Regions from separate parts of the Arachis hypogaea genome. Here region 1 is linked to region 2. The links are chromatin contacts, called in public Hi-C maps. All regions are on one chromosome and are shown on one strand. The core of a region is the stretch at or near the end of the contact, and the rest is flanking DNA. Distances in the headings are between cores, read along the strand shown. Region 1 holds the start of LOC112754756 (probable polyribonucleotide nucleotidyltransferase 1, chloroplastic). Region 2 holds the start of LOC112754751 (protein PNS1).

Evidence for each region. Hi-C and Micro-C count contacts between places; a contact is called where the count stands out from the background.
Region 1: a Hi-C map of leaf shows a contact between it and region 2, with 2.6 times the contacts expected there. The contact joins the promoter of LOC112754756 here to the promoter of LOC112754751 in region 2. A contact is called at or near these places in 4 of 8 Hi-C or Micro-C datasets (all in leaf).

What each region holds. Positions count from the first base shown.
Region 1 is chr16:119,697,094-119,703,092 of arahy.Tifrunner.gnm2.J5K5, forward strand. LOC112754756 (probable polyribonucleotide nucleotidyltransferase 1, chloroplastic) reads left to right here and starts at 3,014. Exons shown (of 25, transcript XM_025802512.3): 1 at 3,014-3,541; 2 at 4,712-4,780; 3 at 5,384-5,490; 4 at 5,580-5,622; 5 at 5,919-5,999. The coding sequence starts at 3,245.
Region 2 is chr16:119,552,882-119,559,807 of arahy.Tifrunner.gnm2.J5K5, forward strand. LOC112754751 (protein PNS1) reads left to right here and starts at 4,099. Exons shown (of 2, transcript XM_025802502.3): 1 at 4,099-5,241; 2 at 5,341-5,487. The coding sequence starts at 4,099. The coding sequence ends at 5,487. It overlaps LOC112754752, which reads right to left. Exons shown (of 3, transcript XM_025802504.2): 2 at 6,645-6,906; 3 at 5,757-6,180. The coding sequence ends at 6,113.

The sequences.
Region 1 (5,999 bases), core at 1,764-4,263, 140 kb after region 2:
CCAAACAATTTGTATTTTTATTTACCTCATTTGAATGTTGATTATCTACATTATCTATTTTAGAGGCCTTTGGTTCCAAACAACAAAATCCAAACCGAGTCAAGTACACGACACACGGTTTCAATGAGCTCCTCAGATGTAGCAACTACTTCAGCAATGTTATAAAATTGCTTGCACATCTCATTATATCATTTCTTTACGGGCTCTAAACCACTTGGATCATGGCTAGACTTTATGCTACTATGTTTACGCTTTAAAGTTTTCTTCCACCTATTAAGGATGTACTTGTCTAATAATTTTTTCACTTTTTCAATACCAAGGACAAAAAGGCTATGGCAGCATAACATTCCCTTTTACTAAAAAAGATGACATTGACAACAAATATCTGAAGTTGATGAATTAAACAATATCTCATACATAGAATCAAACATCTTATCATCGTACTCAATCTTTTCTATAACCTTGTAAGTGACAATATATTCTTCTTCGTACTTTTTTGTTGTAATGCAATTAGCCTTTGTCCTAAATTCCTTTTGAAATCCACTAAACATTCAATGAATATATTCCTTTTAAAATTATTTCTCAACAGGAGAGATAGTAGCACAAGAAATAATGGTATCGAAAGTAACAACATCCAATTCATATTTTTTTGGGTTTTATTTGCAAAACAAGCGTCATATTGCATTACAAATTGTTACAAATTGCACTTTGAGGTTAGATAGTTCCTCATAAATGCATGCATGCTTTTACTCTTTTGAGTGCTACTCATGCTTGCCCAAAAATTATTGTCGGACCCACTTGTCACGTTCTTCATACAAACCTGAAAATATAAATTATGCATAATCAAACTTGTAAGGCATATTGACTAATAAAAGATAAATAATCAAACAGCAGATATAAGATAATCAAACTTATAAAATACCTGCTAATCAATTATTATCATACAAATTGAATCTATTGAAAAAATCAATCCAAAAGCTCTCAAATATCTCAATAGACCTAGACTCCCACACAATATGTCTTATCTCAACACTAATATCTTTAGATTGTTTGTATGCTCCTAATTTTTTTGGAATTTTCTTCAAGATATGCCAAATGCACCATCGATACATCGACAAGGATTTTTCAATCGCATTTCGCATAGCTTTGCATTGATATGTCAATATACCAATAAGCGGCTTGCCACCCATACATTACATCCAACAATCAAATAACTAAATAAAAAAGCTCTCTTCTTTGCATAAAAGAAGAGCACAATCAAGTAGTACTGATTGACCATGGTGGTTAATTCCAACAAATGAGGCAAAAGGCATATTATATCTATAATCAAAATTGAGAATCCAATTATAGTAGCAGCAAATGCATTTTATTTTACCTATCCCTATACATCAAACACCTACAAAAATAAGAGTGCATATAATTAACTTGAAATATATAATTGTAATGTTGTACCTATTTGTTTGGTACGTCGTATCAAATCTTACAACGTCACTAAAGTGCCCATAAGCAACAGGACTTCTAGTATCGACCCAAAAAACATGCTCTATGCTATGTTGCTCATCCAATTTAACTTCATAAAAGAAGTTACAATTTTATTGCTGCATCTTATAAAAATACTGCATTAATAATTGTACATTTTCCGTCCTCTTGTATGACTCTGACACTTTTTGCTATATGATTCTGAAGACTTTTTTAGTAAAAGTCAATTTGTCATGGCCACCAGCAGTAGTTGCTAAACTCTGATAGGTATTTTTCATTGTAACACCAGTTTCATCATTGATCTCAGCTATCCATTTGGAATGCAAGCTTAGTTTCGTATTCTTTTTCAAAGTCTTTGCCATGACAGGACTAACAACATGGTTATGCTGCATATTCACAGAGGTTAACACATATTTTAACTTCTTATCCCTTTTCTCAATTATCCTAACTTTATAATTTTGCTCGAAAGTTGAATTTGCCTTTTTTAGTGGATCAATTTCTGATCTTCGATAACCAGCTTTAGAACATACCAAAATTTAGTATGTAATCTGTCTATTTTGATCCCACTTAGTAGTTCTTAGATTCTATGAAAAGCCAACTCTCTTTGTATAATTGGTATAAAAAGTTTCATAATCTTCTATATAGGAGAATAACGTTCCTATCCTTGAAACAACCTAAAACATAGATAATCAAACACTTAAAAACAAGTTGAAAGGTGTTTGATTACTGACAACAGTTTAGGATGAAAAATCAAAATCCTCATAATTAACAAATAAAAAACACTTAAAATCAAATCAAGAATAAAAAAATTAACAATATATGAATTAAACACAGCACAAATCTCATTCGAGTTTGTGGAATCCATTGAATTCTGACTTTACTTCAATAAACAGCAACTTTTCTAATCTGGCCAATAAAAATAGAATTAAAATTCTAAGATAAAAAAAACCAAAATAAATCCACGTAATGCATTCAAACTCGCTGAGAAGAGAAAAGTTAACAGCGCTAAGAAGAGTAGAGTAAAGCGCTGCGTGAAAAAGAGAAGAAAGTGAAGAATGAGGAGCAATGTGGCAATCGAAGAATAAAGTGAAGCGCTTTGTGGAAAAGAGAAGAAAATAAGAAATAAGGTGCAGTGGTGCGATCGAAAAGGGGGAGAGTGAACCGCTGCACCGAGAAGAAAAGAAATCATGCGATCGAAGAAGAGGAGAGAAGTGGCGCGACGAAGAAACTGGGTGAGTTCTATTTTCCAGACGAGTCATGTTATTTACCGTATTCGTATCCGTATGCACTATTTTATTATATTTCTATACGGTAGATGGAATTGGTAGTTAAAATTAGTGTCCAAATAACATTTTTTATCTCACATAGTCACGGTATAAGGCTGATTTGACGGGTTTTTTTTTTTTTGGTCAAGGTCGTGGTTATGTTTTGGGGTAATGATCCGGAATTGAGTTGGATAATCACTCTAACATTTACACACGCATTTTCTTAACACTGTACCGGCCCAAATAAGGCCCATTCCCAGAAGAACGGTGAGTATGGACTCGGAATATACGTAAAAACCCACATCGTAGCGTGCGTCCTCAGTACCAAAAACAAAAAAAAAGAAGAAAAAACGGATAATGGTTGCTCGTCTTCCCTCTATTCTCTTCTCGCCCACACTCACCACTCACCCGCTCTTCTGAAACCAGAAGAAGAAGCTCCAACTTGCTAGCAAATTCGAAAAGTGTAAATCCTGCGAGGAAGAAAAAGAAGAGGCAGGAGGATGTTAGCATGCCCTAGCACTAACACCTTCCATGGTGGAGCCACGCTCCACCACCACCACCAACACCGCCGTTCTCAGCCTCCTTGCTTGTTCCTCCCTTTCCGACCTCACTTTGGCTTTGCTAAGGAAGGAAAATGCCGCTCCCGCTCTCTCTCCCTCCTGTTCTCCGGCAACAACAACCGTAACGGCTTTGCTGTCAGAGCTTCCACGGAACCGTCGGACGATAAGAACAGCGATGGCGCCACCCACATTGCGCCGCAACCGTACTCCGTGAAGATTCCTGTTGGCGATAGACATGTGAGTTTGGATATTATTATTAATTTACTGTTATCCTTATTCTTATTCTTATTTTTTTTTTGTTTCAATTTTTTTTGATAGTGTGTGAAGTTTGGTGTTATTATAGCCTGGTTAAGAATTTCATGAACTATTTATTATGATTGAAAGTGGCAAAATTTAAGAAGGATCGTGTTAGAGTGTAGTTGAGTTCTGCTATAGTGTCCCTACTAAGTTGGTATGTGGAGTAATACAGCAAAGAGAAGTTGGTTCATACAAACATAAATCTATGCTAATAGAATCATGCTGTAATTAAGCACTCTTAAGGATTTTTCTCATTTTCCACTCTTCTTGTGATCCTGAGAACCGAGAAGGAGGAGGCGCCTTAGGTTTGGCAATTGTTTTAGTGAATACATGATCCTTCTAGCGAAATTTTATCGCTGGTTTACTTGGAGGTTTGTTCACTATGGCATAGAGTGATCAAAGTAAATGTTTGTTTCGTCAGATTAATTGGGATGCAATTATAAAGGCTAATGTACTCATGCACGGTGCATGCCATTTGAATTCTCTTTTTGGTCTATGTCTAACCTTTGATTTGAGTGGAGAGTGACTCTTAAATTTGGTTGGGAGGATTTATGCATTGGTCTCATTCTTTGTTGAACATTTTTCAATGTTTTTGTTGGCTGGCTCTCTGCTTCATGTGATTTCCCTCCCTAATCCAATTCTCACCATATCTTGAATTCTTCAATCACTGCGCAACTACTGATTTGGTTAATATGCTTTATACATTCTTAAATATTTTAATCTTAGCTACTGAATTTTAAATTGTTTGTTTTGCTTTTGCATAGAGGAACTCTCTTATCCTCTATCTTGTATTATCCTTCTCATCTTAATGAAATTCTTCTTTTATCAAATGAAAAAAAAGAAAAGAAAGGGAAACAAAGGTCTTAAATTGTTATTTTTTTTAATTTTAAATATTTTGGTGGCAAAGTATTTTTTATTCTTTGACACTTTAAGCCTGTGGTATGAGATTCAGAGATTCCTTTTATTCTATCCTCCAAATTATAACTTTTCATAACTTTTTTATTTTACAATATTGTTGTATCTGTGTATTGTGGTTGTGGCAAAAGTATCTTTGTTGAGTTAAAGAGGTATACTCAGTACTAGTTTTCATTGACATGTTAAGTTCTACAGATTTTGGTTGAGACTGGTCATATAGGAAGACAAGCCAGTGCGTCAGTTACAGTTACAGATGGCGAGACAGTAAGTTCCATATTTTGGCAGTTACTTTCTTTGTCCATGATTGTGAACATTTTCATATGGATCAAAATTGTGTCTGCTCTTCTTTTGTAATAAAGAGTAGCTTTTCCACTGCAAGGTTTGTTGTTTTTTGAGGTTCCTCAACATTGTAAGTTTTTCCATTTTTCTTTTAAAAAATAGAGGTTAGATTCTGTAAGTTGATTTCGTGCTTGTGTTAGGAAAAGAAAACTACTATTTATGGAAAAAATAAATAATTTACTGGCATTTGTTGGTATGAAATATTTAGCCACAATTGGAACATTGAATATATTTATTTTGTTCTTCATTTTGAGATGGTGAGTATGGTAATTGTGAAAAATTGCTCATGATTGTGCCGTCAATATGTACCGAAATTCAAATGATAGATGAATGCCTGATGCCACTCATATACTGCAGCTGTTGCTTTCTTCGGTGTCTATTGTTAGCATTCTATTTATGGATGAAAAAACTTAAATTTTACCGTGCTTTAGGATAACACATGGTAAATTATGTGTGAGAAATTGCAATTTACTCTTTTGCTTTGTGTTTGTTTGTTTTTTTTATTTTTTTTTTGGCTGGGTTCTGCAGATTGTGTATACTTCTATATGTTTGGATGATGCTGCTAGTGAGCCATCTGATTTTTTTCCTCTTTCTGTGAATTATCAAGAGCGTTTTTCAGCAGCTGGTCGCACTAGGTATGTCAGAGATTTCCATTGTATTACTATTCGCTTGATTCCTTGCTGCTTCATGCATGTAATGGTTTTTTGGAGGTTAATTGTTTCAGTGGAGGGTTCTTCAAGCGAGAAGGAAAGGCAAAGGATCATGAGGTGCTACTTTACTGATCGTTAACTTTGTAGTTGCCAATTATTAATCTCGGTTTTGGGTGCTTATTTATGATTGTGACACGTGACTTGTTTTGCCAATTTTGTTTCGGCCTTTGATCTTGATATTCACCCTTGCTTATGATAATCTCTCTGCCAAGTTTCAGACTTTCAGTCACTTGGCCAAAGCTTAAGTTTCTGTACAAAAGAAGATACCTTATTTAAATGTTCTGTCTGCAATTTTTTCCCCTTTTCTTTTAAATTATGTTACTTATTTTTAGATGATCACTTTTTGCTTTCAGGTTCTTACTTGTAGATTGATAGATAGGCCTCTTCGTCCTACAATGCCTAAGGGCTTCTACCATGAAACTCAAATACTGTCT
Region 2 (6,926 bases), core at 2,849-5,348:
CAAAAATGGTATTGCAGAAGATTTGAGATGAAGTGAAGAAAGTAAGTTTCATGCAAATGAAAATAAATCACCTTTTAATTTCTGACTAAGATTAATATGGATTGATGTGGGTGATTAGATCTTTGCTTTATGATTAAGCTTTCTCTTTCTTTCTTCTCTGATAAAAGTAGTAGGAGGAACACAGCTCTCTTTCTAATGTTTTGTTGCTGACCGAAGTAATAAGAGAGAGTGAAGACTTCAATCTTGTATGAGAAGTTTGGTGGGATCAACTTGGGTAAGCATCTCGGGTTTGGGTTGGCTTTCTTCATATTCAGCCCAAGTAATTTCTTTTCTTAACAACTTTGGGCTTCTATTTATATTATAGCCCACCAGCCTTGTTTCTAGTTTTCATCCACTTGGGCTGCTTGCTTTTATATTATGCTGTTGCAACAATTCATTTTAGCCTGCAACACTTAATCTTAAATAATCAGCACAATGTAATTGCAAATAATCAACATTTAATTATTTATTTTGCCAAATAAAATAATGTTTGTCATCATCAATTAATTTAGTTAATTTTTTAACTCAACAACGGATTAAGCAAGTAATAGTCAATCAATTAATCTAGTCAGACAATCAAATTAGGGTTTTGAATAGCTTGTAACATAAATAGCAATGAAACAAGAGTAAACGGTGAGTATTGAAAGGTAATGTAATTAAAAGAGTTAAGGTTTTAGAGATGTTGAAACTTCCGGATCAATACTTTTCACTTTTTCACCTTAATTATGCAAGGATATTTTCATGGCAAATCATTAGTAATCAACCCCTAATCCCTTGGTGATTCAATTTTTCTTTAACATAATTAATTGCTAATCCCTTAGTTAATTGTTTAAAAAAAGAGTTAAGCATGTTTACTAATTTATAAACCACACAATTCGTAAGAATCTTCCCTAGGATTTTATGTCACTTATCAAATCTAGTTTCAAAACTTAAGAGTTGTGAGAATTGGTTTTCAATCTTAATTCAATTAATCAACTTTATCAATAAATTAAGAGAATTCAAGTCATAGAAGAATTGTTTTCCAACACATTCAAACTCTTTAAGATGAAGAACGAAAACCTATTCTTGAAAAGATATCAATGCATAAATCAAAGGTAGAAAAATCTAGTATATTAATCTATGGAATCAATAGAGCTCCTAACCTTAACCGAGGAGAATTAGTCACTCATATTTTTCAGAGAATCCTAAATTACGAAAAGTAAATTGCCAGCCAAGAGAGAGTAAGAACCCTTTTCAGTGTATCTCACTTCTCCTTAAATACTAACCCTAATGAAATTCAAATTCAAAACTTAAACAGAATCAAAACTAAACCAAAATCAAATCTAACTAATTAATGATTGCATCCAGTAAAATTTTCAATCTTCTCCTCTTGTAAATCCTCAATTAATGCTGTGATTAGTGGGTTTGAGTTGAGCCTTGAAGTGACCAAGTGAATGATGACAAATTTGAAGATTTAGTGGCTTGAATTGGAGTCTTGGAAGATACTCAAGATCCCACGTCTCACGTGAGATCTCAGCGTGCAATGTGAGATCTCAGTGTGCAACCTAATTCCCAACCTTAATCCATTTTGCTCTCTGTTTTCTCTATGTACCACGTGAAGAAGCCCACATTGTACGTGGCCTTGAATTTCTCTAATTGTAGCATCTGTTTTAGTTCTGGCGTGGCACGTGAAAAATCTCACATCCCATGCAAAAATGTAGTCGTGCATATGCATGCATCATGCGTACGCATGATTGCTCAAATTCTTCTTGTTGTGCGTACGCACGGGTCATGCATATGCACGATGGTCACGTCTTACGTGAAAGCCTTCACGTCCCACGCCTAGTCTTTTACGCACCACGTTGGAATGGGGTCTTGCGTACGCATGAATGTGCAAATTTCACCACTTGTCCGTACACATGGTGCATGCGTACGCACGGCTCCCTTTTTGGCGTTGTACGCCAACGCTCTCACGTCTCACGTGAAGTGCCTTAGTTCCCCTAGGAGTGTGTCTTTAATTGGCGTGGAACGCTGCTTTCTCCACGTTGCACGTGAAGCTCTCTGTTCAGTCCAGAGAAGTTTCTGTTTGCTTCTCCATTTCTGTTCTTTGTTATTCCTGGCTTTTTTCTTCTTTAATCTTCATCAATTCTCTTCTAAATTCTCCTGTAATCAATAAATGCATACTAATTTAAAGTATTGCTCAATTAATCATGAAATCAATGCTTATCTTGCAATAACTCTTAGTTTATTGAATGGAATTCTAAGAGAAAAATACTAGAAATGTGCACGCATCAACACTGACACCCCTTAGGTATATTCAAGTCCCAATCTACTAAAAATCTGCTTAAAACCCTTGCTAACTTAAGCATTGGAGTCTCTTGCAGGTACCATCCCCCACTTTCTCATGAGGAACTGGACGGCGACATCTCAGCACCAGCACAAGTCGGACACTACCTCAAAAAGAGTTTGGCCCTCACGTTCAGACCCAAATCACCATTTCAAGTAACCCTCGGAACACATTCTAAAAAAAATTATTTTTACATAACTAATATATATTTTTTGTGTTTTACATTCTAATATTAACATTCATACATTATCTTAATATTAATATTACTAATTAAATTGTCTTAACATTAACACTTAAAATGATAAGAATATTAATAACTTAAAGAAAAAATAACACTAACAATAAAATAAATATATAATCATATTTTCGCTTATCGTGACTCTAATTTTGATCTCATTTTACTACCATTACTACTACTATAAACCACTACCACTACTCTGTCTTAAGTGTTTTATTACTGTTCTATCTTTCGTATTTTCGGAGACCACGACAAGGAGAAGGAAGGAATTTTATAGAGGGTGACCAGGTGGTGGACAACTACATTCCATGCATGGAGAACGCGTGACACCCTCTTTCTTTCTCGCTGTCTACGAGAGACACAGCTGCAGGAGAGCAGCGTTGAAGCCAGGCCTTGGACGTGTCGCCACCCCAGCATCTCGCCATGGCCGAGAAAGAGCTATCAGCATCTCACCATCGCCAAGAAAGAACAGTCAGCATTTTGCCATGTCCGAGAAGCCTTCGACACCACCAATGAGTCCAATGTCTGGCCCAAGCAACTATACATAACCAAACTGAAAGCAATATATAAAATAATTTTTGTATATATATTAGCCATTAGACAGATATTTTCATGAAATAAGTTATAGCAGTTGACCGGTTGAACAGAATAAAAACAAGCACCACTTTCAAAAAATGCCGTTTTCTAATTTTTCTGTTGGATTCTAAAGCAGCAACCGTTTTTTTCCCGGGAAAGAAGCTAACATTGACAAGTGGACACTAAACTAACAACCAGAGGAACGAGAAGCATAACCTCTCCCTCTTCATAACGTCACCATCTCCCGCCCCGTGCCAGGTCATCGCAACAAACCCTATTTGCCATCAGTTCTAGTTAGTAGTTACACTTAATAACTTCACTCTAGCTTAGACTACAGTTGGAAAATAAGTAAATAACAATAAAAAGAATAAAAAAGAATCTAGAAAAGTAGCTTGTATATAAAGTGGGAAAACGTGCATTGATTAAACCCACGAGAGTTGAGCCATTATTTTAAGCTTACTTGAGTCTCAGAAATTAGAGGTTTCATCCATTTGTTTTTCTCATTCGTGAGGACAAAGAAAGTGAAAGAAAATCAGAGAAACTCATCATGGGAGATTGGGATTTCTGAGTGCACTTCAAGATAGAATAAACTCTAAGAAGCATCGCCATTTCATTGTAATTGGTTATCGTGTATCACCTCGAATACACCACAGAGATCATCGAAGTAGAAGAAGGTCAACAACAACACAAGCTTCCTCCATAAAAGGTTTTGCATCTCTTATCTCTTTCTCTTCCTTTGATCATTTTTTTCTCTTTTTCCTTTTGTTTTTGTTTGAACTCCTTTTTCTTAATTTCTTATTCCTTAAGTGTTACTTTTGCAACAAGATTCTGTAATATATAATTATATATCGCTCCGCATCAACTGCATTTGTTATATTTGTAGAGCTTTCTTGTTAAGAAAATCAAGTCAAACTTCGTTATGGCTTCTTGCGCAGGCACAAGATTTGGAAACACAACAAAAATGTCATTGAGAATCATCTTTCAGATCCTTTTCTACTTGCATTTGCTCCTAACAGCAGCCACAGTGATCTTCATCACTGTTTATGGCCTGACCTCGGAATCTGGCGGCCAGCATTTCCACCCTATGAAGTGGTACCCTCCAGTTCTAGCTTCGACGGCATGTGGCGGAATAATCGGTTTCATGTGGCAATGGATCACTTTCAGCTACCCAAGAAACGCACTCAAGGCAGCATTTTGGCTAGGTCCCCTGCTAACATGTTTAATGGCTGGGATGTTTGTGTACATGGGCACAGCAACTAGTCTTATAGTGGGATTAGTTTCCTTCTGTTCTGCATTAGCTCAATCCCTCTATGGTTGTTGGGCCAGACCCAGATTCGAATATGCGACGAATATCTTGTCAGTTTCAACAGCTTTTCCACCTGCTAAAACCAGAGTGTTGGTACTCGCGACAATTGTAATTGGAACCCTTTATTGCTGTTTTCTTGTATCCGGGATCGGTGGAGCTACAGCCCTTCAAGACAAATTCAAATTGGCTTTCATTTTCATCTTGGTGATTATGCTGAGCCTGGGATGGACCATGCAGTTTCTCAAGAATGTAATACAACTCACCATTTCAAGGGTCACATATCTGCAGATACTTGGAAATCCCATGGATACTTATGAGGCGCTTCGTGACAGTATCAATCGTTCTGTTGGATGTATCGCCATTGGCTCAATCCTTCTCCCAGTCTTCACTCTCTTCCGCGGTTTTGGACGCTCGATGAGTCTACTTGGAGGAGAAGATGAGATCCTGTTTTGCTGTGTTAGTTCTTATATGGGGATGGTAAACGTTCTTCCGAAGTTTGGGAACCGATGGAGTTTTGTACATATTGGAGTCTATAACAAAGAGTTTGTGGACGCATCTGGTGATATTTGGGAAATATTCACTAGAGCTAGAATGTTGCCACTCATAGACTCGGATCTAACCGGAGCATTATGTTTCCTTAGCGGAGTAGCTGTAGGTGCATTTTGTTCTATGGTGTGTGGAATTTGGATCCTTGTGATGCATCAGAGCTATGCCCTGGAAGTATCCATTTATGCTTTCTTGATTGGCTATTTCATGGTAAGGACTACGAACTAGGTTACATCTTACACTCACTACTTTCAGACTCTTATTACTCTTTTCATGGATACTGACTATGGTACTGATGTCTTGATGCAGTGTCGATTGGCAATGGGGTGGCTACAGGCATGTGTTGCGGCATACTATGTTGCCTACGGAGAGAATCCGGAGAACGATCAATTCGACTCAACAATTCCAGCACGCTTGGAGCAGATTCAAAGATCTCAAGCTCTGCAACTATTCTGAATTAACAATTTTTTTCAGCTGAACATATATACTGAAGGAGAGTAAACCAACATAGCTGCAATATCTCCAAGATAAAATGATACTGACCACACACTTGTAAGAACAATTTTTTTTTTTGGTATTGTACATAAAGATTTCTGATGCAGTCATCAATCGTGATTTGTGACAGATATTTCTAATGTGGTTCATGATTTTGTGTGAATATATTCCATAGAATAAACAGACAGATGCATGTCAGTATTGAAGTAATAAAGAATTGACACCAGTCATACTAATTTTTAGTAAATAACTTTGATGAAATACACCATAAACTTATTCTACATATTGATCATTAATTCATACGATATTCTTCTCAGAAATAAATCAACTATATAACTTTCTACATATGATATAATCATCTGTGCAACAAATGAAAGCTTTAGTCCTCATAGCTGAGAATAAATATTATAGCCAGAGCCTTTAGATCGTTGTCGGGAAGCGAATCATGAAAAGAATTTAAGTAGATGCCTTAGTTCCCAGTCACAACAAATAATTGATTTGTGAAAAAGAATAATGATGACTCACAAGCTATACCAAGCAAATATGTATACGGTGCTACAACGAAATACAAGGTATCAAGCTCACATCATTTTGGTCCCAGATGACCCCGTCCCCCGCATTCCGTACACATCATATTACCTGTTCCTCCACAACCTATATGGTGAAAGTTATCAAAGTGAAAAAGGGTTTGCAACAAAGATTCTCAACAGACAATTCGATATTAATAATTAATAAGCACACAAGTGTTTCAACATAGAAATAAGTGGAATGTCGCATCAAGTTCATCAACTCATATATGAAGCTTATTTTAATTAATGTCATAACCTCTCTATCTATCAAAAAGTTTTAAAACCTTTTAAATATGGATTCGTTCAAACCTCTTAGATGCCCAAGTCACAACTCGTCAACCCCAAATGGTTCATCTAACAATCAACAAAGTGTAGAAGTTTCAACTATAAACTGAAATTAGCCATCCATAAGATCAAGTAGATCCATCAAGAAAATGCTTTTATTTATCTTAATAAGAAAACTACAAGATGCAGCAACGGTTGAACACGAGGTGTATGGAAAAGAAATTCGGCAGCATATGAGATATCTATGTTTGCACCAGAACATACCTAAGCAACGAACTTTGACAATTATGCCCTGGCTTTCCAATATGGAGTCAACATATAGGCCAGAACCAGCACAAGTGATGCAAAGCACAGCACCTTTAGCTTCGCAATCAGTGCATCGGGGATTGTTACCGATATCTTTCTCAGTCAAAGATAGTCCAACAGGCTTCTCAATTATTTCTTCTGGGATGGCCTTATCATAGCAAAAGAGAGATTCAAGATTACTCTTGCGTCTGTTCTCATCTGCCTTCAAACTTGACACAGACTGAAACAATAGGAAATAGT